Regions from separate parts of the Mus musculus genome. Here all the other regions are linked to region 1. The links are chromatin contacts, called in public HiChIP or PLAC-seq, Micro-C and promoter capture Hi-C maps. All regions are on one chromosome and are shown on one strand. Each heading gives the region's core, a stretch centred on a gene start, on an enhancer-like site or on the middle of the called end of the contact. The rest is flanking DNA. Distances are from core to core; before and after follow the strand shown. Region 1 holds the start of Trpc3 (transient receptor potential cation channel, subfamily C, member 3). Region 2 holds the start of Nudt6 (nudix (nucleoside diphosphate linked moiety X)-type motif 6). Region 3 holds the start of Fgf2os (a long non-coding RNA gene). Region 4 has its middle 21 kb from the start of Gm12532.

Region 1 (4,555 bases), core at 658-3,157:
AGTCACAGAAGGCTTGCATAATGTGATGGTTTGTATGAAGTAGGTGTGGCCTTGTTGGAGTGGGTGTGTCACTGTGGGTGTGGCTATAAAACCCTCATCCTAGCTGCCTGGAAGCCAGTATTCTGCTGGCAGCCTTCAGATGAAGATGTAGAACTCTCAGTTCCTCCTGCACCATGCCTGCCTGGATGCTGCCATGTTCCCACCTTGATGATAATGGACTGAACCTCTGAACCTGTAAGCCAGCCCCAATTAAATGTTATCCTTGTAAGAGTTGCCTTGGTCATGGTGTCTGTTCACAGCAATAAAACCCTAAGACACACGACAGATTTGGATTTTTAAAATGAAAGCAGGAGTCACCAGTGGGTTTGTTTTGTTTGTTTGCTTGTTTGTTGGTTTTAATAGAGAACAGTCATGATCAGACTTTGTTTGAACAAAATCTCCATCTTAGGGAAGAGGTATGCTACAGAAGCCGGGAGGACCACGAGAGCCTGGCTGGAGGTAGAGCTACTGAAGTGCACAGGGGGTCTTCTGTGAAGTCTCTTCAAAGATGGAATCAAAGGGGATCTGGTAACTCGGTTGTGGAAATTAACACTTTCCTATGAAGTAGCACATGAAGCAATTTCCAAACGTTCCCATCTTCCCGAAGCAGGGATCAAAAAACGCCAGTGCTTCCTTGAACCTTTGCTTGCATACTGCCAGTGCAAGGGATCCACAGCACTTTATGTGCGTTTGAAGAGCTACGCGAAAGGGAGCCACAGTTCCGTACTTTTGTGTCTTGAGTTCGGAGAGAACCATTTCTCCATGAAGCACAGTAGCCACTAAATAATGCTAGCAGTGAACTAACCTCCCTTGTCTTAACCGAGCTCAGCTGGTATTTCTGTGATTTTCCCAGTATGCCTTTGCGAAGGCATCTGCCTGACTGACGTAACAGAAAGTCTTGAATACTGTTTGGGTCTGAGTGGAGTTACACCTCGGTTCTCTGCTCCCTAAAATTCTCATTGATCATACTCTGTAACCCTTCATCCCCGAAATTTGAGTGACCTTGAATTTCAAAGTGCATTCCCTTAAGTTTTAAAAATAATGGAGGAGGGGCAAGTTCCATTCCCTGCACCCTCTTTAAAACCTTCTGTGTTGGCACAAGCTGGGGAGGTAGAGATAGACAGATTTGTGGCTTGCTGGCCCACAACCTAGTCTAGTCTAATCCAGGAACCCCTAGGTTCCAGAAAAAGCTTCTGTCTCAAAAAAATAAAAACAAAACAAACAAACAAAAACCAAGGTGGATGACCTAAGGAAGACTAGCAGAGTTTGACCTCTGGTCTCTCACACCCCAGCACACATATGTGCACCTGCTGCTGTAATTTATGGAGGCCGAAACGGAAGAATTGCTGTGAGGTGTGGACCAGCCTGTGCCAGATGCTGACTTCCATGCCATCCTGGGCCACAGAATAAGACCTTGTCTCAAAAACAAACAAACAAAAAACGAACAATTTTCTCCCTTGAAAAACGCTTCTTGAAAAGTACAGAACTCGAGTTAGCATCCCACACGTTTAGAAATTGACTGGCTGTGAGGCACAGGGACCCAGGAACCGCACTTAAACCCCTGTGGATTCTGCTAAGCCTGACAATGGGAAACTAGCAATGCTTTGCTTTGAAAAATCTAGATAGCTGAGCGTGCATTAAAAAAACCTAACAGGTCGAGTATTCCATTTCCTTTCCTAGGACACTTGTGTCTACAGATGCATGAGGGTTCTGGGTCTCTGGTAAAAAAGGAGGGTGGAGGGAAGTTTCTGCTGTTTCTCAGCTCCCCACCTGCTGGTTTGTCTGATTCCTGCACAGCGCTGTCTGCGAGGGACTGGTCTCCCCTCCTCCCATCCCTCCTTCCTCCCCCCTCCTCCCTCTCCTCGCAGGGAAACCGCGCCGTCTCGCCGCGATGCTGTCGGGCCGGCAGACCGCGCACAGCCGGCAGCGCGGCCGCGGACCCCAAGCTCCGCTGCAGGTCGCGCGCTCCGCCCGGGCGTCCCCAGCTCCGCGGGCCCGGTGCTTGACCCGGGGCAGCTGGGCTGCTGACTGCGGGCGGCAGGGAGCTTGGCCGCTATGTCCACCAAGGTCAAGAAGTGCCGGGAGCCCGCGAGGGTGACCTTGCCCGCTCCGGAGGAGGAGGAGGATGGCGAGGCCGAGGGAGGCGAGTCGCAGCGCCGCCGCCGGGGCTGGAGGGGCGTCAACGGCGGGCTGGAGCCGCCCTGCCCGCGCGCGCCGCCGTCCCCGGGGCCCGACGCGTGAGTACCCGAGCGCGGCCGAGCGGGGCGGGTGGGACCAGGCTCGGGATCCGGACTGGTTAAGCGCGGCGCTAAGCGGGGCCGGGCCAGGCTCACGTGCATGCATGCACTGCCCGTGGACCATCACCGACGGCGGGGCTCGGGGAGAGAGAACGAGGCCACCTGGGCTAGGATTTGGGACTCGAACCCGGAGCTACCCGGAGGTCCTGGACCGTTTTGTGTGCACAGGACCTGCGGCTGGTCCCCCTATGCCTCTCCAGCTCGCCGTGGAGGCTGGAGGACGGGGCTCAGCGGGGCACAGTGCTGTGCGGGGTGCACTGAGTGAGATGAAAGCTTCCCTGTAGGTGTGCGTGCTCACACCCAAACCCGAGGGCAGTGGCTCTGACAGTCAGTCTCTTAGGGCCAACTTGGACGATGGGTCCCAGAAGGCTCAGGGCCGGTGACTCTTCCCCCTTCCCTCCAGTTCTGACTTTTTCCTTCTCCACGTCTCTGTTGTTTCTCTTTTCCTCTGCAAAAGTAGCAGTTAGCAACCAAATGATTGAGAAAAGAACCTGTTCATTCGAACAATACAGCGCCGGGCCAGCTTCCAGAGGCAAAGATGCTGAGGGCACTGCTCTACTTCCCTCGGCGATGCGCTGCGCGTGCGGGAAGAGTGTCCTGAGAGGAAGGGGTTGGGACGTGGGGACCCATTTCGGTCGTGGCTCCTCCGGGCCAGTGGGCTTGTGGCTTTCCTGTCGGGGGGACGGGCTCTGCAGCGCCGCCTGCTGCCCAAAGTCTGTCTGCTGCAGGATCTGTGGCTTGGGGAGGTTGGACCGGTGGAGAACTCAGGCCAGGCCAGACTGGACTTAATAGGCTGGCAGGGAACATAAACAGCAATCATTCCGGAAGGGTCCTGATTTAAAATCTGCTACGCACCCGGGAGGAAGTCAGAGACTGTGAATGGACATGGAAATGGCCCCGGAAATGGAGAGAAGGCTCATCCTTTGGTATTACATCCCTGTCAGCTCACTTCCACCCTCTAAAGTTTCACACTATCCGCTTTATTTCTGTTTCCATAAAACCCATAAACTGGGTTTTATGAACTTGTATAGTTTCTTGATTTTTATGAAATTCTTCTATTACCTTAAATAACTGGTACATAGGGAACTTGATTATCTGTGGAAGTAAGGTAGATTCGAAATTATGGCTCTCCCTTCTGAAGTTTGAAGTCAGTTACACAAAGCCCGGGAGTGAGTTCTACCAGAGGCTCACTACCTGACTGCTGAGGTCACTCCTCTGCCACATCTGGTGACTTTACACCGTGCAACAAGTGTGTGGTCTTTATTTTTAAAGTCGAGAGGGCTGGGTCACTTCATGGATCACCCCCTTTCCATTTATTTGACACTTGGTGACATCAGAAGCTGTCTTGCTACCTGCAGCAGAGAGTAGTTCCGTTCCTCCTATGGTGTTGAATAGGGTAAAGCCACGATGTCTCTGCATCACTGTTGAAAGGTGAGCAGAACAGCCTTGGAGTCAGTATGTAGAGTGGCATAGCCAGTCAACAACTTAGCAGAGCCAGCCCAGGGTCACATTCATAACTGCAGTGGCACAGCTGAGCTTAATACTCAGTAGAATCCTAAGAATAGGACCCACTTTCTTTCAAAGTCCTGTCGCCAATGTGGTAGGTTAGCTTACAAGTAATGTGCTTCCTCATAGTATCTTACCTTCTTTACCATCCTTTCCTCTCCCACTACTCTCTCCTGTGCCGCCCTCTCCTCTGCTTCTCTTCCTTCCCCTAGTTTCCCCTCTACATACTGGATGTATTTCATTACTATATTTCCCTCTTCCATGAAGATTTCTTCTTCTCCACTCCTAATCCGTCTTCTAGTTTAGTAACAGAAGCAAACATGAGTATGCACACAAACACAGACACACACACACACACACACGCGCGCGCATCACATACCTCATGCATACGCGTGCACACACACATTCTGTTGCGTATTTGTTTGGTCTATGTTCCAGACTTTCACTTGGGAATCTGAATGAGCTGATGAGGGAAGAATGCCTTCTATTAAGTCACATATGAGATGCCTCCATCCTTGGATAGGACTCTTGACTCAACCATTGACTCAAACAAAGCAATTCTATCTCTATTGCTTGCAGACTAGCAGCACCAAATAGCATCATCAAAGCGAAACTCATTCAGGAAGTTTTGATTTGTTAAGTATATCTGATAAATATGGAAAGGTCTAGAAGTGTGTTCTCATGAGTTCCAGCTCAAAGACAATTCTCAAGGA
Region 2 (4,555 bases), core at 1,426-3,925, 730 kb before region 1:
TATGCCTGACTCCTAGGTTTCTGAATTTTGTAAGGATTAAAGCTTGCATTACTGGAAGAAGACAACAGCTTAGGAAGTTGATTAAGTGACTGAAATTAAGGGAAGAGGTAATGGACAATGCTATTCAAAATATAACGTACAAACTACTTGTTACTAGTTCATAGTAAGGTTAAGTACGAAAAAAATCACTTAGAAACTTTTACTGCAAGCAGACAAAAGTTTGTGTCTGTGAACCCAATAAATTTCATTATTCTGCTTTTTAAACTTTTTCTAATTACACTATCTTATTAAAGTGTCAATCTGTGACCTACTGAACATTTTTAACTTTGCTACATAAAATGTTTGAGAAATCATGACATAAAGCACAACTTAAGACTCAAAAATAGTATGCTGTACAAAAATAAAATCAAAATTGATGAGAATATAAATGGGAAACTTAGTTTTGGATATTCTTGCCTTAAAGAATATTTAGAGAAGAAAGAGGGTATCAGACTTAAACTTGAGAAACTTCAGTATTTCAGAATCAGATGGAATAGAGAAAATAACTGCCAATGCACATGGAGAAAAACTAGGAAAGTGTAACGGTAAATAAAATAAGTAGGAAGATGTTTTGAGGAAGAAAAGATTAACACTGGCAAAGGCTACAGAGTCAAAAGGCGAGTAATGAAAACCAGCCACTGGATTTGACAACACGGAGACTATCTGTGACCATTACAAAGCAGTGCCCAAGAGACCATGGCATGGAAATTGTGGTATGTGACTGACAAGCATGCAGAGAACACTCCATTTAGTGAGTAGACAATTAAAAGGTACAGAGAGAGGGGGGTGGCGGGAAGACACTGTGAAACCTTTCCAGTGGTGTAAGGCAGTAGAGAATTGACATGTGTAAATGACAGTGGGAAGGAACTACTTGAAAAGCTGTTGAATCTGCAGAACAGAACAAGCTGTATCCTGATTGCTAAGGCAGATTAAACACTGTGCTAATGCTAAGACAGTCTTGACAATCTTTCTGGACACACAAAAAAAACTATGTCCCTCGTCAGTCTGCTCCACTTTTCAGAACCACTACACATCATACAAGCTAAAAGGTTTACCAAGTAGCTCATTTTTCAGACGTGAAGTCTGTCCATTCACCAAGCCAACAAAACTCATCTCAGACAAACAGCTCCGGAATCAAAGAGACCTGTACTCCAACACGGACTCTGCCAGCCACTGGTGCCTGGGTACCTGATATGCGACTCCGTTAGCCTTTTCTGATCTGTGAGATGGGGACCTGACCTTTCCGTACTCATTTTGACCACAGTTTCTGTGAAAAACCAGAGGAGCGGCACACGTGACGGGATAACTTAGGACTAACACCAGGGTGCGACTAGTCAACAGCAGTAACTAAACGCTGCCGTTGTCCCTACAGCCAGAGCGCTGTTAGGCAGTACGCGTTCATCGTCACAAGTTAGCGTTTGAGCGCAGGCTAGGCTCACTAGGTAAGAACCGTTTTTGCCGGGCTGACTGGACAGTGAGTCTCCAAGGAGCCAAGGCCACCTCGAGGGTTGCTAGTCAAGGTCCCGTGGCGTACGCCATCGCCAGTGCTCCCGAAGTACGTATGAAAGAGGAAAAAGTAAAAAGGCAATCCTCAACTTTTTGCAAAGAGGGCCGGGCGGGCGCCTCGGGCCGGGCCGCCTGGCGGTCCGCGGGCTCCCGCGTCACGCCCACCTCCACACGCCGCGCTCCCCTCAGGCGCCTCAGCCCCGCGGCTGCCCGCGCTTTCCTCACCTTTCTCAAGGAAGTTGGTCACCACCAGCATCCCCGGCGCCGCCGGGCTCGGCTGGGCGAAAGGAGTCGAGGTCCCTGAGCGGGACGGAGCCGCAGAGAGCGAGGGCGAGGCGCCCTCCGCGCCCTCCTTCTGCCGCTTTCGGTTCTTCTTGGAAGACATGACCGCAGGCTGTCGGAGAAAAGCAGCCCCGAGCCGGCTCAACGTGCGCGGCACGGGGATCAAACTTCCGGGTCAGAGGTCAGCGGCGCGGCGCGCACGCCGTAATGCTCCGCGTAGAAGCGCCACCCACGAGGCGGAGGCGGAGAGCGAGGGTCTCGCAAGACACCGTTTCGGAAAGAAAGAAGGGCTAGGCGTAGGCACCGCCGTTGACGTTATGAACCCTTGAAAAGTGGACTTCGGCTGTTCCGCTGCTTTGCCTAGTCCCGAAGCGAATGTGGTTGGGCTTAAAGTAACAACAACAAAATCCGAAAGTTTCTCCTCTCTGTTCCAGACCCGTCGAGGACAGTCAGCTCCACTAAGCTCTACCAAATGGCAAGTCCAGCTCAAGCTTAGCGGGTGGAGACACGTTTCGAGAGTTTACGGTCGGCCCTCCTCCCAGCGAAAAGGGGCGGAGCGAGCTCCGGAAGAGGCCTGAGAGTGTTCGCCGCGAGATGGGGCGGGGCGATCGCCGGAAAGAGGTGAGGTTGCACGGGGTCACGAGAGTGGGGCGGGAAGGGGCGGGGCGTGCTCCCTGGAGGAGACAAGGCTACGTCAGGCGATGTGGGCGGGGCGGGAAGGGGCGGGGCGTGCGCCCAGGATGAGACCAGGCTACGTCTGGCGTGGTAGACCGGGCAGGGCTGGAAGGGGCGGGGCGTGCGACAGGGAAGAGATGCTACGTCAGGCGATGTGGGCGGGGCGGGAAGGGGAGAACGGAAAGGCTAGGTGCAGCCATGTGGTGGGTGAGGAGGACCCGCTACTGGTTCTCCACATTGCTTTACGCGGGCGGAGCCAGGCTCCGGCCGGGGCGGCGCACAGCCTCGGGCGGCCTGGAGACCCCGGGCTCCTGCGGGGCCGAGCTACAAGGCGAGCTGGACAGATTTGGGGGCGTCTCGGTGCACTTGTCGCGGCACCATACGTTGCACGGGCTGGATGCCGCCGCCTTCCGGAGGCTCTTGCAGGGCAAGTGCGGGTCTCGGGCCCCGGAAACCAGGGCGGAGCGTGTGGGCTCTGAGGTGAAAGCTGAAAGGACACCCAGCGGTCCTCTCGCTGTGACCTGGAAGTGCCCTCAGCCACGTCCCGGCCCGAACCCTGAATGCTTGCCCCTGAGACTGACACGGGATTCGCAGCGCCTAGCACGGTGTCGGCCACGCCTTTAACTCTTAGTAAACACTGACAGCCTCACTGTGTGCTACCTTGCAACCTTAGTTTTGCTGCTACTTGGATTCTGCCACATGCTTTGCCAAGCAAAACGGTTTCCTAACCGGGATGGGTGCCAGTGCTTGCATCTACCCACAGAGCTTTGCAGTTTTCAGTAGGAACACATCACTGGTACATCACTGGCTTTGAACGGTGAACCCAGTTATCTGAAAGGATGCTTGTGTGAAGGAGTCCCCCTCACTTTGGGATAAGTGTCTGATTTGTTAGAACAGCCTGTTTTTCAAACTGAAGGCATAGCATGGAAATTTAGCATGGAATGGAAAAGATCCTTTCACATAACCAGGAAACCACAAATGATCTTTATTCTGTGAGCAACAAACACGGCAAGTTAGCGACTCTAATGCTGTTTAATCTTCAAACAAGGCTATTTAACATCATCTCTCCTGCTTATAAGTGCTTAGACTTCAACACTTTCACCAGTAGGAGAATCGAATCAGTTCATCCTCTGATATGTGCACGTATATGGATGGGCACAGGCATTTGCCATACTTAGATAGTTTTTCCCAGTGGGAGATGATAATCTAAGCACCACTCCAGAAGTGTATTGGATCTTGAAACAAGTCCAAGGTTCGAGTTCAAGATTGTGTTACGAACTTTTCCAGGTATTCATTAATCAAATGACCACTAAAAAGACTTCTAATGCTAGCCAGCTCTGAATACTGGATAAGTGTGATCAAAGACACGCTGAATGAGACCCCTTTAATAAAACATTTCACTGTCATTATCAAGTATTAGACATTGTTTTAAGAATCTAACAACTAGGAATGTATCTCATCTCCATAACCTGGAAGTACATGCTCTGCCCAGTTGAAGGATGATGGTGCCAAGGCCCAGAGACAACGGGTACCTCCCTCTGGCTCTGGTCTTTGCTTTCTTCACACTGTTCTTGAGCTTCCAATAGTTCTGTTGTGATGGAATTAAACCAAACTAGTTGGCAGTTCCTGTAAACAGGAGCTTATCTGAGGAGAAAGCCTGATTCGATGTCTCTTTAAGGAGATTAGATGTTGTCTGTAATGAGTTAGTAAAGGCTGTTAAAGCATATTGCATATGAAGGTCACTATTTACCACTGCTTTTACATAACTCAGATAGTAGGATTATAGTATACTTAGCCCTACATAGAATACTTCCTTGGCAGAGGGATTTTGAGATAGGTAAATGTTATAGATAGCTCAAGCTGACTACAAACTCATGACCCACCCCTGCCTCGCTTCCAGGATTACAGAGGTAATTACCTTGCCTGGAATCACATAGAGTTTGCCCTGGCAGTGAAATACCCCTGCTTCTAGAATTGCAAATCCATGACATCTTAACTAGCATTAGAAAACTAGTTAGTAGATGCTGTCTAGTATTAGAACATGGTATGTTCT
Region 3 (4,555 bases), core at 1,065-3,564, 660 kb before region 1:
AGCTGAAAAATAAATTTTAAGTAAAATTACAAACTAAGTTGTGCATGGTGACAAATAACCTCTAATCCCACAACTCAGAAAGCAGGAAAATCTTGAGTTTGAAACCAGCCTGGTTGGTAAAAATCTTTTCCCAATCTGTTGGTTGCCATTTTGTCCTATTGACAGTGTTCTTTGCCTTACAGAAGCTTTGCAATTTTATGAGGTTCCATTTGTCAATTCTTGATCTTAGAGTATAAGATATTGGTGTTCTGTTCAGGAAACTTTCCCCTGTGTCCATGTGCTCGAGGCTCTTCCCCACTTTCTTTTCTATTAGTTTCAGTGTCTCTGGTTTTATGTGGAGGTCCTTGATCCACTTGGACTTGAGCTTTATACAAGGAGGTAAGAATGGATCAATTTGCATTCCTCTACATGCTAACTGTTCTTCTTAGAAGGGGAAAGAAAATACCCATGGGAGAAGATACAAAGTGTGGAGCAGAGACTGAAGGAAAGACCATGCAGAGACTGCCCCACCTGGGGATCCATCCCATATACAGTTACCAAACCCAGACACTATTGTGGATGCCAACAAGTGCTTGCTGACAGGAGCCTGATATAGCAGTCTCCTGAGAGGCTCTGCCAGTGCCTGACAAATACAGAGGTTGATGCTCTCAGCCAACCATTGGACTGAGCACAGGGTCCCCAAAAGAGGAGCTAGAGAAAGTACCCAAGGAGCTGAAGGGGTTTGCAGCCCCATAGGAGGAACAACAATATGAACCAACCAATACCCCCAGAGCTCTCAGGGACTAAACCACCAACCAACGAGTACACACGGAGGGACCCATGGCTCCAGTCACATATGTAGCAGAGGATGGCCTTATTGGACATCAATGGGAAGAGAGGCCCTTAGTCCTGTGAAGGTTCCATGCCCCAGTATAGGGGAATACTAGGGTGATGAGGTGGGACTGGGTGGGTGGAAGAGCACCCTCATAGAAACAGGGGGAGGAGGATAGGACAGGGAGTTTTCAGAGGGGGGACCTAAAAAGGGGATAACATTTGAAATGTAAATAAAGAAAATATCTAATAAAAAAAGAAAAGAAACCAGCCTGGGTTACATAGGGAGGTCCTATCAAAAAGAAGGAGGAACAGGAGGAGGAGGAAGGGGAAGAAGAGGAGGAGAGGAAGAACAACAATAATTAAAACCCACATGATATTTGGGAAGATGCACACTGTTTTTACAGGGTGGCAGTATATTATGCAGTTCAGAATTATCCCCCACTCAGCTCTGGCTTATTATAAGGCAAAAGGCTTCAAAGAAGATATAATTCTGCAACTAACGCATCACGCAAAGACAAAAGCATCAGGTAGAGTTCCAAACAAAACCTAGACTGGGAGATGCTTTTCTGCCCCTCGTCTGCCCCTAGTCGGGAAACAAGCTCTTCAAACAGTGTGTGCTTCAGCAAAGAATAAAAGCACTCGAGACACATATCAGCTTGCCCTAGCAGCTGAGACAACAGCAGATGAAGCTCAGAGACAAAGACACATCTTTTAACTTCTACTCCCCAGTAGAATAGAGAAATGGTGCTGGCTCATAGGATAGCTTTCAAACGTGTTTTCAGTTGATAAGGTTTTCTAAATTCCAGCAGGCCCGAAACAAATAATAGACACATAATCTCTTAGTGCTCTGGACTCAGGAAACAAGAAGTAGCGACAAGATATTTTGCTGTGAGATCACAGCAGTGATACCAGCAGTAACAATAGAAAACACCGTGCTACATTTTAAAAGGAGAGGAAAGCATCCAGGTAAAGTTTTGCTGTTAAAATTGTAAGCCATGAGATAGGTATTTTCAAACCCGCTTAAACATCATACGGTGTATTGAAAAATCACTCTATTTCATTAATATGTACAGTTTTTATATTTTATGTCAGTTAAATTTCCTACTATGCTTTAAATATACTCAGCAAATATCAAGCTGTATGTCACATTCACAAGGCACCTTTTTTTGTTCGTGGGGCTTCTGGTCTTTATGCTTCTTACATAGTGACTAGAATTCCCTGTGCATCTTAAAGACAGAGTTGCTGGATGGAAGACCTCAGGCCCCCGGAACACCTTCTCGCATGCAAAAAGAAAAAAAAAAAGTCGGACCCCATCTGAACCCTTAAAAATGAATGCAGACTTTAAAGCAGATGTTTTAACCAAGCTCACTCATGCGGTCTCTCTCACCTCCAATACTTAGAGACATTAAAATAGCCAGCCCACTTGGGCCTTTTGTAGCTAGTGGCTCTTCAAGTGTGGTCCCCAGACAAGCATTTAGAATAGAAACTCAGAAATGGCGGGTGTTTCCTCCCTGCCTCAGGAGGCTGGGTCCAATCTGTGACAGCAAACGCTGCAGGTGACGTCTAGGAGCCCTTAAAGTTGAGCCTACTGATTTAGGAGAGGATTGTTTCCCGACCTATATCCATGACTGGATATATTTCTATGACAAAATCCAAGCTGTAATTCTTATCTCGCCCTCAAGGTACCTGCAAGGTAGGTTCCCCCACTTCAGTGCTATCAAGGGATCTGCACTTCACACTGAAACAAGGTCTGCCCTGCTTTACTAAGGAAGTCACAGGTTGGTTTGCTAGTCTCTTGTCTGTTTTGGCTCCCTTAGCTTTCCTCTTTGGAGTAACTTGGAGACACTGGGTGGGTGGAGAATGTGATAGCTGTGAGAGGAAGGGCCGCATCCCTGTGGTTTGTCACCAAGTCAGAGTTGAAGGGCGGGGGTTTCAGCTGAAGAACATTTCATCCTGCCTCTGTTTCCGTGGGTGACTGCAGGATGCCAAGGAGCTCCAGAGCCCTGGTTGAGACACGCCTACCTCCAACCCCCAAGAGCCTCGGGTCCCTTGTCTCAAGCATCCTGGCATCCAGGATGCAACAGGTGGCCTCTGAGAGACCAGCCCACCTGGAGTTGCGGCAGGGGCGGAGGTGGGGTTGGGTGGGGAGAGGTGCAGTGCGGGGACCCTATTCCTGAGGAGGACACAGGAATGAAGCTGCTTTCCTGTACCCCTGGGTCCACGGTGCCTAGGGGCCGCGTCTTAGTGTCCCAAGTCCCCGGGGGCGAGGGAGCAGTGTGGTCTAGACCATGCACGCGGGTGGGAAGTGGCAACTCACCGTGTGGGTCGCTCTTCTCGCGGACGCCATCCACGCGGCCGTCGGGATGGATGCGCAGGAAGAAGCCGCCGTTCTTGCAGTAGAGCCGCTTGGGGTCCTTGAAGTGGCCTGGTGGGAAGGCGGCGCCGCCGTCCTCCGGCAGTGCGGGAAGCGAGGTGATGCCGCTGGCAGCCATGGCCCTTCCGCGGCCCCGGGACCCCGCTGTGGCAGCTCTTGGGGCTCCCCGGCCCCGACCCCGGCCTCGGCCCCCCAGCGCGGCTCGCCCGCGGGCTGCCAGCCTCCCAGTCCGTGTCCCGCCGGGCTCCCAGCCCAGTGCAGCCGGACTCTTCCTGAAGCCGAGAGAGCCCCTTGAGTGTACAACGGCCCGGGGCCGCGTCACCCCGCGTCCCCGCCTGCACCCCGGCCCCGTGCGCCCCCGCCCCGCGCGCCGCCTCCTCCCCACGCCCGGCGCCTCCAAGTTGCAAAGAATCTGTCCCGCTAGGCAGAGCTTTCTCCAGGAGACTGCGGTGACGCAGCTCCTAAAGTTTAAATGCAAGTTTCTAACTTTCTCCGCTCCTGCCTTTTAACAGAGGGTCTGAACTGGGGAGGGATCAAGTCAGGCTTTGGAAATCTCCAGTCCCGTAGAGCACAAGCTGTGTAAGGATAGGGTGCGGGAGACAGAGGCCTGCAATGGGGTGCCTGGGTTTCCTTTCTGGGCACCCAGCCCGAGACAGCGTGGGAAGATGAAAACCGCTTGAGTCCTCAACACGTAAGAGCCCAGAACTGGCGCTTGCCCTGCCTCAGTTGTTAGATGTTTCTTGGAAAGAACCGAGTCTCACAAAATTGCAGTTAATTGCAGTTGGCAATTTTCAGTCGACCCCAATAGGCTTGACCCCAATAGATTGTCTGCACCTCTGTCCTGAAACTAGATAGCTTTTCTCCCCTACCTGTGGGGGTGCACCTCTACAGTGAGGGTGTTTGCCAAACTACCATTTGGAAAACCTGCACACATCAATGCTCTGTGCTCCAAGGCTCTGCGGAGAGGCACCGCGACAGAAAGGGTTAAGGCCAGGAGGGTGACCAAGAGAACTGCTCTGAAGAGTCACACACCACAGGAGTACCTCACTGCGGGGGGTCGGGGGGGGGGAGGAGAAATGTAGATTTAGGGAAGCTTCTAGAAGTGTCACTATGAGTTAGCTGTAGGTCATCCTGAAGGGCATCTACTTATCGTCTTCAGTCTTCTCAGAGGTCTTCACTCTGTGTGGTGGGCGTTAGCAAATTCTCCAAAGCTGGAAGACCAAGCCTTTTCTCCGTTGTGTACCAAGCAGAGGAGTGTGTGTTGTGTGCATATTCGTTTTCCTCTTGCCTCCTGCTAGGTTCATAGCCAAAGTCTTTACAGCATGAGACAAATTAACATGAAAAGATACTAACTTATTTAATGTAAAC
Region 4 (4,555 bases), core at 1,514-4,013, 510 kb before region 1:
CTGCCACTGCACCAGGTGAGACAGACACCACCCAACTTCCCTCCTACTGAGGCTTTAGACCTATACATCAAAGTTTCCAAACCTTGTCCTCTAAGAACCAAGTCGGTCATGTGATCCAGAGTGTTCTGGGTACCACCCAAGCCTTGATTCAGGGGCCTACCTGCCTTCCCCTCCCTGGGCCTCATGGCAGTTGGAGGCCAGCCAGCAGGTGACAGTGGCAATCTATGAAGCATCTCTAGTGGCTCGGAGGCCCCTTGCAATAAGAGAGAACTTGCCCAAATGTGATTTCGCTGTTGTAAATTCTGCCCCAATTATAGCCTGACTTCCTCCCTCTCAGGAAGCATTTCATAAGCATCGAGGCATTCTGTCTGATAAAGTCGTTCTTTGCCCACATGAAAGGACTCTGCTCTCTGTGGAGAAATCTCAAGCCTGCTGAAGAGCAGTTGTCTGGGGCGACGACCACAGCTTGTGTGTTTGGTTGGGCTACGGGTCCAAGAGCTGCCTTTCTTCCTAACTCTGTCACTTCATAAATCACAACAGGACTCTTGGGTTTCCAGAGCAAAATGTGGGGTAGAGAGCCCTGGGGTTCTGCTGGGGACCCCAGAAACCACAGGCTGCTTACAGAGCAAAGCCCCAGTGTATCTGAGCACCCAGCGCTCCTTGGACCTCATCTCAGAACAGGAAAGTGTTGACTGAAAATGTGTCTGGGGAAGGGTCGATCCTGCTCACTGACACAATCTGGTCCGTACCAGGTATCTATCACCGCCTTCAAACAAGGATATATTTGTAGTATCTGATTTATTTTCAGGGTTGTAGTTTTAGTAAAATTTTATTAAGAAGTAATACGGCATCCAAAAGCTAGTTTGCACTCAATAGTTACCTTCCTAGTTCTGATGTCTTTCTAGATTTTGAAGAATATTAATGCATTTGCACAAAACATTATTTTTCACTCCTGAAACTGGATCACTGACACGTTGCAGTATTTGTGCCCTCCAGGAGAGGTCTCCCCTGACAGTGACAGGCACTTGCTCCCAGGGAGAACCCAGTACACATGAGATGCTTTCCAACTTTGTATTTATGAGTCCAGTTACTTCGATAAACTGTGCTTGGAATACTATGCCCAAATCAGACGTTCTCCTCTTGCTCTCAGTGACGCGAATAACACAATCCCCTGTGTTTGTAGATTTCTCTTAGCAGAGGAGGAAACTTGAAAGAAGTGTCCCAAAGTCCCCTCCCAGCTTCTACTCCTTCAGAAATATTTCTGGTCTTCTTTTGTTCTTTCAAATGTCCCTTTGGACGAGATGTTCACTGAAGCGTTATGTGCCTCACTGGAGACTGATGTACATCGCTAACAACGACAGAACCTCCTTTGGGAGCGTCCAGGACGACTGGGCAAGGTAAACCGTTCCAGGAAGGCGCTCCTTTCCTGCGGGCTCCTGAGGTCTGTGCCATGTATCTTTGGTTACGCTGCTCAGATCTGATGAGGAGAGAAAGGGTCAGGGTGGGGCAGCAGCAGCTGCCGCCTCTCACAGGGCCACAAAGCAAAGAACAGGAAGCTCTGGCAGGGCAGGGTTCCCCACAAGCTCCTTGAAGGCTGGCAGCTCCTCTTTGGAGCCCGACTTCCCTTCATCGCTGTCTCCTTTACTTCCTCTTTCTACCAAAACACTAACGACATTTTACCACAAGGGGGCAGTGCAGGGGAAGAAACCAATCATCTGACTTGGTGCGTCCTTAGGGAAATTATTCTGTCAGGAGCTTGATCTTTTCTGTCCTCCTTCCTCCCTCCTTACAGATAATTCTATATTCAAGCCAGAGTTTCCATGAAGAAGTCGTCAGTCCCACAGCTTACCTAACAGGGTCCTGCGACATGCGTTCTGAAATAGGCTTGCATTTGATTAAGATTGATTGATTTGATTTGCCTCTTTTGGATACAAGACATAAAGCAATTATGATTATGAGGTATTTTTTAGAATTATCTGTTTCAGGCACTATTGTAAGGATATGCAGAGTAAGGAGGCCTCTGAATGTAAAATCCATTCTCTGTATACATATATATCATTTGACCAAGTCCCCCAGTTAGTGGGAGTTAGACCCCCTAAGTTGGCACAGCTGGGTGTTTCCTGAGGACTTTAGCTATAGGATATGGAGGTGACATTATGATCTCTAAGTGGCTGGCTTATGACAGGGGCTAGACTTTCGCACTGGTTGTAAATGTCTTATTGTTCCAATTGTGCTGGCAAAGAGAATACGTTATGACCACAGCTCAGCCATAAAAGCAAACTGTCACTATTACTTAGACCTTAAGGAGCACTACGGGGGCTCCCTGGGAATTTATAGAAAATGGATAAAATCAGGTTTGCAAGGCTATTTTTAGATAAGAAGGCGCCAGGAGCAACTAAGGATCTGGCCTTTGTTCTACCGAAAGAAGCCTGGATAGACTGACCAAGGACCTCACCAGGGAGGAATCCCCAGAAAAGCAACAGGAAATATTTGAAAGACACAGCAGGGTTGCTTGGATGCCCTAGTAGAGCAGGGTTTCCCTAGTATCTAATCCGCCATCAAAGATTCACTAAAACTGAAAGGAAAGGAAGTGCTTAGAATAGCAGAGGAGTCAGGGAAGGCCAGGTCTGCACAGTTTGCAGAAGGGAGGGAGCGTGCTTCAGCAGGCACTGAGGTTAGTCCTACGCTTATGTGCAGGACCATCCATAAGAGTACATCTCAGCCTGAGGAAAGGACAACACTGAGTACAGAGCTCAATCATCGCCCCCCCCTAGCATTCTGTGAGGAAGTGGATTTTGAGTGTAGCTGGTGTGATTGACAGCCACCGGGCCGTGTCTGGGTCTGGATCCTTTACTATATCACCGGCTCTGGGGATAGGGTGTGCACCCAGAACAAAGTAAAGAAAAGCAGGATTTAGCTCTGCCTCTGAGTGTTGAGTATAATTTGTATTTTTCCTCCCTGCTCATATGGCTCTTGCTCTGGGGCTGTGTCCTGGGTCCCTTCAGCCCAGCTCTACTGTGAGTTCCCAAGGGAGCCTGATATCAGTAGAATGAAGCCATTAGGCAGATAGATTGAGTTTTGCCACCAAAAACTTGGGAATAAGGAGATCCATATATAGTTTAATGGCAGGTTAGTTAGCATTGTATCTAAACTCCATCCCCACAGTTACCTGGCAACAGCCAGTTAGGCCTGACCTACTATAGAAGGGGCTGCTTGCCCCCCTCCTCCCTCTCTTACTCTTGCTTACTGCTTGCTTCTCTCTTGCCATCTTGGGCTCTTCCCTTCCCCCTCTCTCCACATGCCCATGGCCATGGCCAGCTTCTACTTCTTTACTCTCTCCCTCTCTCTGCCTTTCTCTGCCTCTACTACCCTCTTAACTCCCCTTCCCATGCCCTGAATAAACTCTATTCTATACTATACTATTGTGTGGCTGGTCCCTCATGGGGAAGGGATGCCTCAGTATGGGCCCACTGAGACATCCCACCTCAGTCACCACAAGAGATCCACGCTTGCTAGCCCAGAACTGGTAAGCCCCCATCCCTTCCCATCTGCATGGTCCCAGGGGAGAGTTCCTGAGCTCGGAGCTACCCCTGTGTTGTCCTTGAGGATGGAAGACATTCAGTTTTTCCCTGACCCTCGTTTTAGGACTTTTTCCCTTGGGTGAGATTTCCCTCTCCTTGTAGACAGTTTCTCGAAGCTGAGAAATTCCTGGGTTTGGATGAACTGGCTCAAGAGCACAGGCTCTGAGCGTTAGCCCCCAGCCATCACAAGTCGACCTGGTGGTCTGGCCTGTGCTAGAATCTCTCTTAGGTTGTTAATGTCCTCAGGACACTGGTAGGGGCAGCTAATAACCCTATTCTCTCGCCCAGGGGTCAGTATTTCTCTGCCTGGTCCCTACTTAATGGGATGTCTTGGTCTAAAACAATATCTCTACATCAACACTAAACTGGCACTTTCTTGCTAATGATCCATGTGGCAAACTTTCCCCTCCCCCTCTCTCATTTGCAGCCTGCTGCAACTACTAGTCCAGCCAGTTTGCCTGAAAGGCAGGTCTGGCTCTGTCTCCTGCCAGGGACTCTGCTGCCCTCCCCCACTCTTACTCTCAGCTCTGAGTCTGTCTCACTGTCTTCCTCAGCCCGCTCACACTCCACCAATCCCTGATCATGTGTCTATCTCCCCACCTTCCTGCACACTCAAGGGGTTCCCTCCCTTTCTCCCTTTCTCCTTCTCTTTCCCTCTCCCTCTCTGCTGGGGGTTTGTAAAGTAAAGGCTAGCAGTGCCACACGCCACAAGTGACAGCTGCCACAAGTGACTGCTGAGAGCACTGGGCCACATAGGAAGTCCTGCCTCATGACTTCCAACAGCAAGCAGGAAGTCTGGCCCTGTGCTCATCAAATTAAACACACGATTCCTGCTGCCAGTGCAGTCTACAGCCATCACCTTCAACAGTGGGAGCGCACAAGTCATTATTGTGGTTCCTAAAGATCGATCAATAGTCCACCTGACTTTAGCTCTATAGACCAAAGTGCGCCAGCCAGCCCCTAGCTTCACAGTT

Evidence for each region. Promoter capture Hi-C pulls out the DNA fragments that hold promoters and counts their contacts. A called contact is a pair of places that touch in the nucleus more often than the background predicts. HiChIP or PLAC-seq counts read pairs in DNA pulled down with a chosen protein or histone mark.
Region 2: a promoter capture Hi-C map of embryonic stem cells shows a contact between it and region 1, with 3 times the contacts expected there. The contact joins the promoter of Nudt6 here to the promoter of Trpc3 in region 1. A contact is called at or near these places in 8 of 39 promoter capture datasets (embryonic stem cells, frontonasal cranial neural crest, hippocampal neurons and 4 more), 1 of 484 Hi-C or Micro-C datasets (embryonic stem cells) and 1 of 115 datasets of contacts at active chromatin or transcription factors (astrocytes).
Region 3: a contact with region 1 is called in a Micro-C map of embryonic stem cells, with 2.6 times the contacts expected there. The contact joins the promoter of Fgf2os here to the promoter of Trpc3 in region 1. A contact is called at or near these places in 1 of 39 promoter capture datasets (embryonic stem cells), 1 of 484 Hi-C or Micro-C datasets (embryonic stem cells) and 2 of 115 datasets of contacts at active chromatin or transcription factors (embryonic stem cells and stem cell-derived neural progenitor cells).
Region 4: a contact with region 1 is called in an H3K4me3 HiChIP or PLAC-seq map of stem cell-derived neural progenitor cells, with 8 times the contacts expected there. The contact joins the enhancer-like site here to the promoter of Trpc3 in region 1. A contact is called at or near these places in 13 of 39 promoter capture datasets (cranial neural crest, embryonic stem cells, epiblast stem cells and 7 more), 3 of 15 datasets of contacts at CTCF or cohesin (embryonic stem cells, large pre-B cells and pro-B cells), 25 of 484 Hi-C or Micro-C datasets (the HL-1 cell line, LSK cells, Sertoli cells and 15 more), 11 of 115 datasets of contacts at active chromatin or transcription factors (astrocytes, craniofacial prominence, embryonic forebrain and 6 more) and 1 of 9 other capture datasets (embryonic stem cells).

What each region holds. Positions count from the first base shown.
Region 1 is chr3:36,687,519-36,692,073 of GRCm38.p6, reverse strand. Trpc3 (transient receptor potential cation channel, subfamily C, member 3) reads left to right here and starts at 1,907. Exons shown (of 12, transcript NM_019510.2): 1 at 1,907-2,276. The coding sequence starts at 2,095.
Region 2 is chr3:37,417,716-37,422,270 of GRCm38.p6, reverse strand. It overlaps Nudt6 (nudix (nucleoside diphosphate linked moiety X)-type motif 6), which reads left to right and starts at 2,675. Exons shown (of 5, transcript NM_001291044.1): 1 at 2,675-2,929. The coding sequence starts at 2,701. It overlaps Spata5 (spermatogenesis associated 5), which reads right to left and starts at 2,321. Exons shown (of 16, transcript NM_001163511.2): 1 at 1,771-2,321. The coding sequence starts at 1,930.
Region 3 is chr3:37,347,600-37,352,154 of GRCm38.p6, reverse strand. Fgf2os (a long non-coding RNA gene) reads left to right here and starts at 2,314. Exons shown (of 4, transcript XR_003954461.1): 1 at 2,314-2,506. Fgf2 (fibroblast growth factor 2) reads right to left here and starts at 3,502. Exons shown (of 3, transcript NM_008006.2): 1 at 3,131-3,502. The coding sequence starts at 3,305.
Region 4 is chr3:37,201,244-37,205,798 of GRCm38.p6, reverse strand. No RefSeq gene overlaps it. Among named protein-coding and RNA genes, the nearest start is that of Gm12532, 21 kb to the right of the region's middle. Within about 2 kb of position 2,763, at least 205 of the 459 cell types and tissues checked have an H3K27ac peak or open chromatin away from gene starts, as enhancers often do. A contact at or near this core is called in the HL-1 cell line, Th1 cells, astrocytes and 10 more, where this site is marked.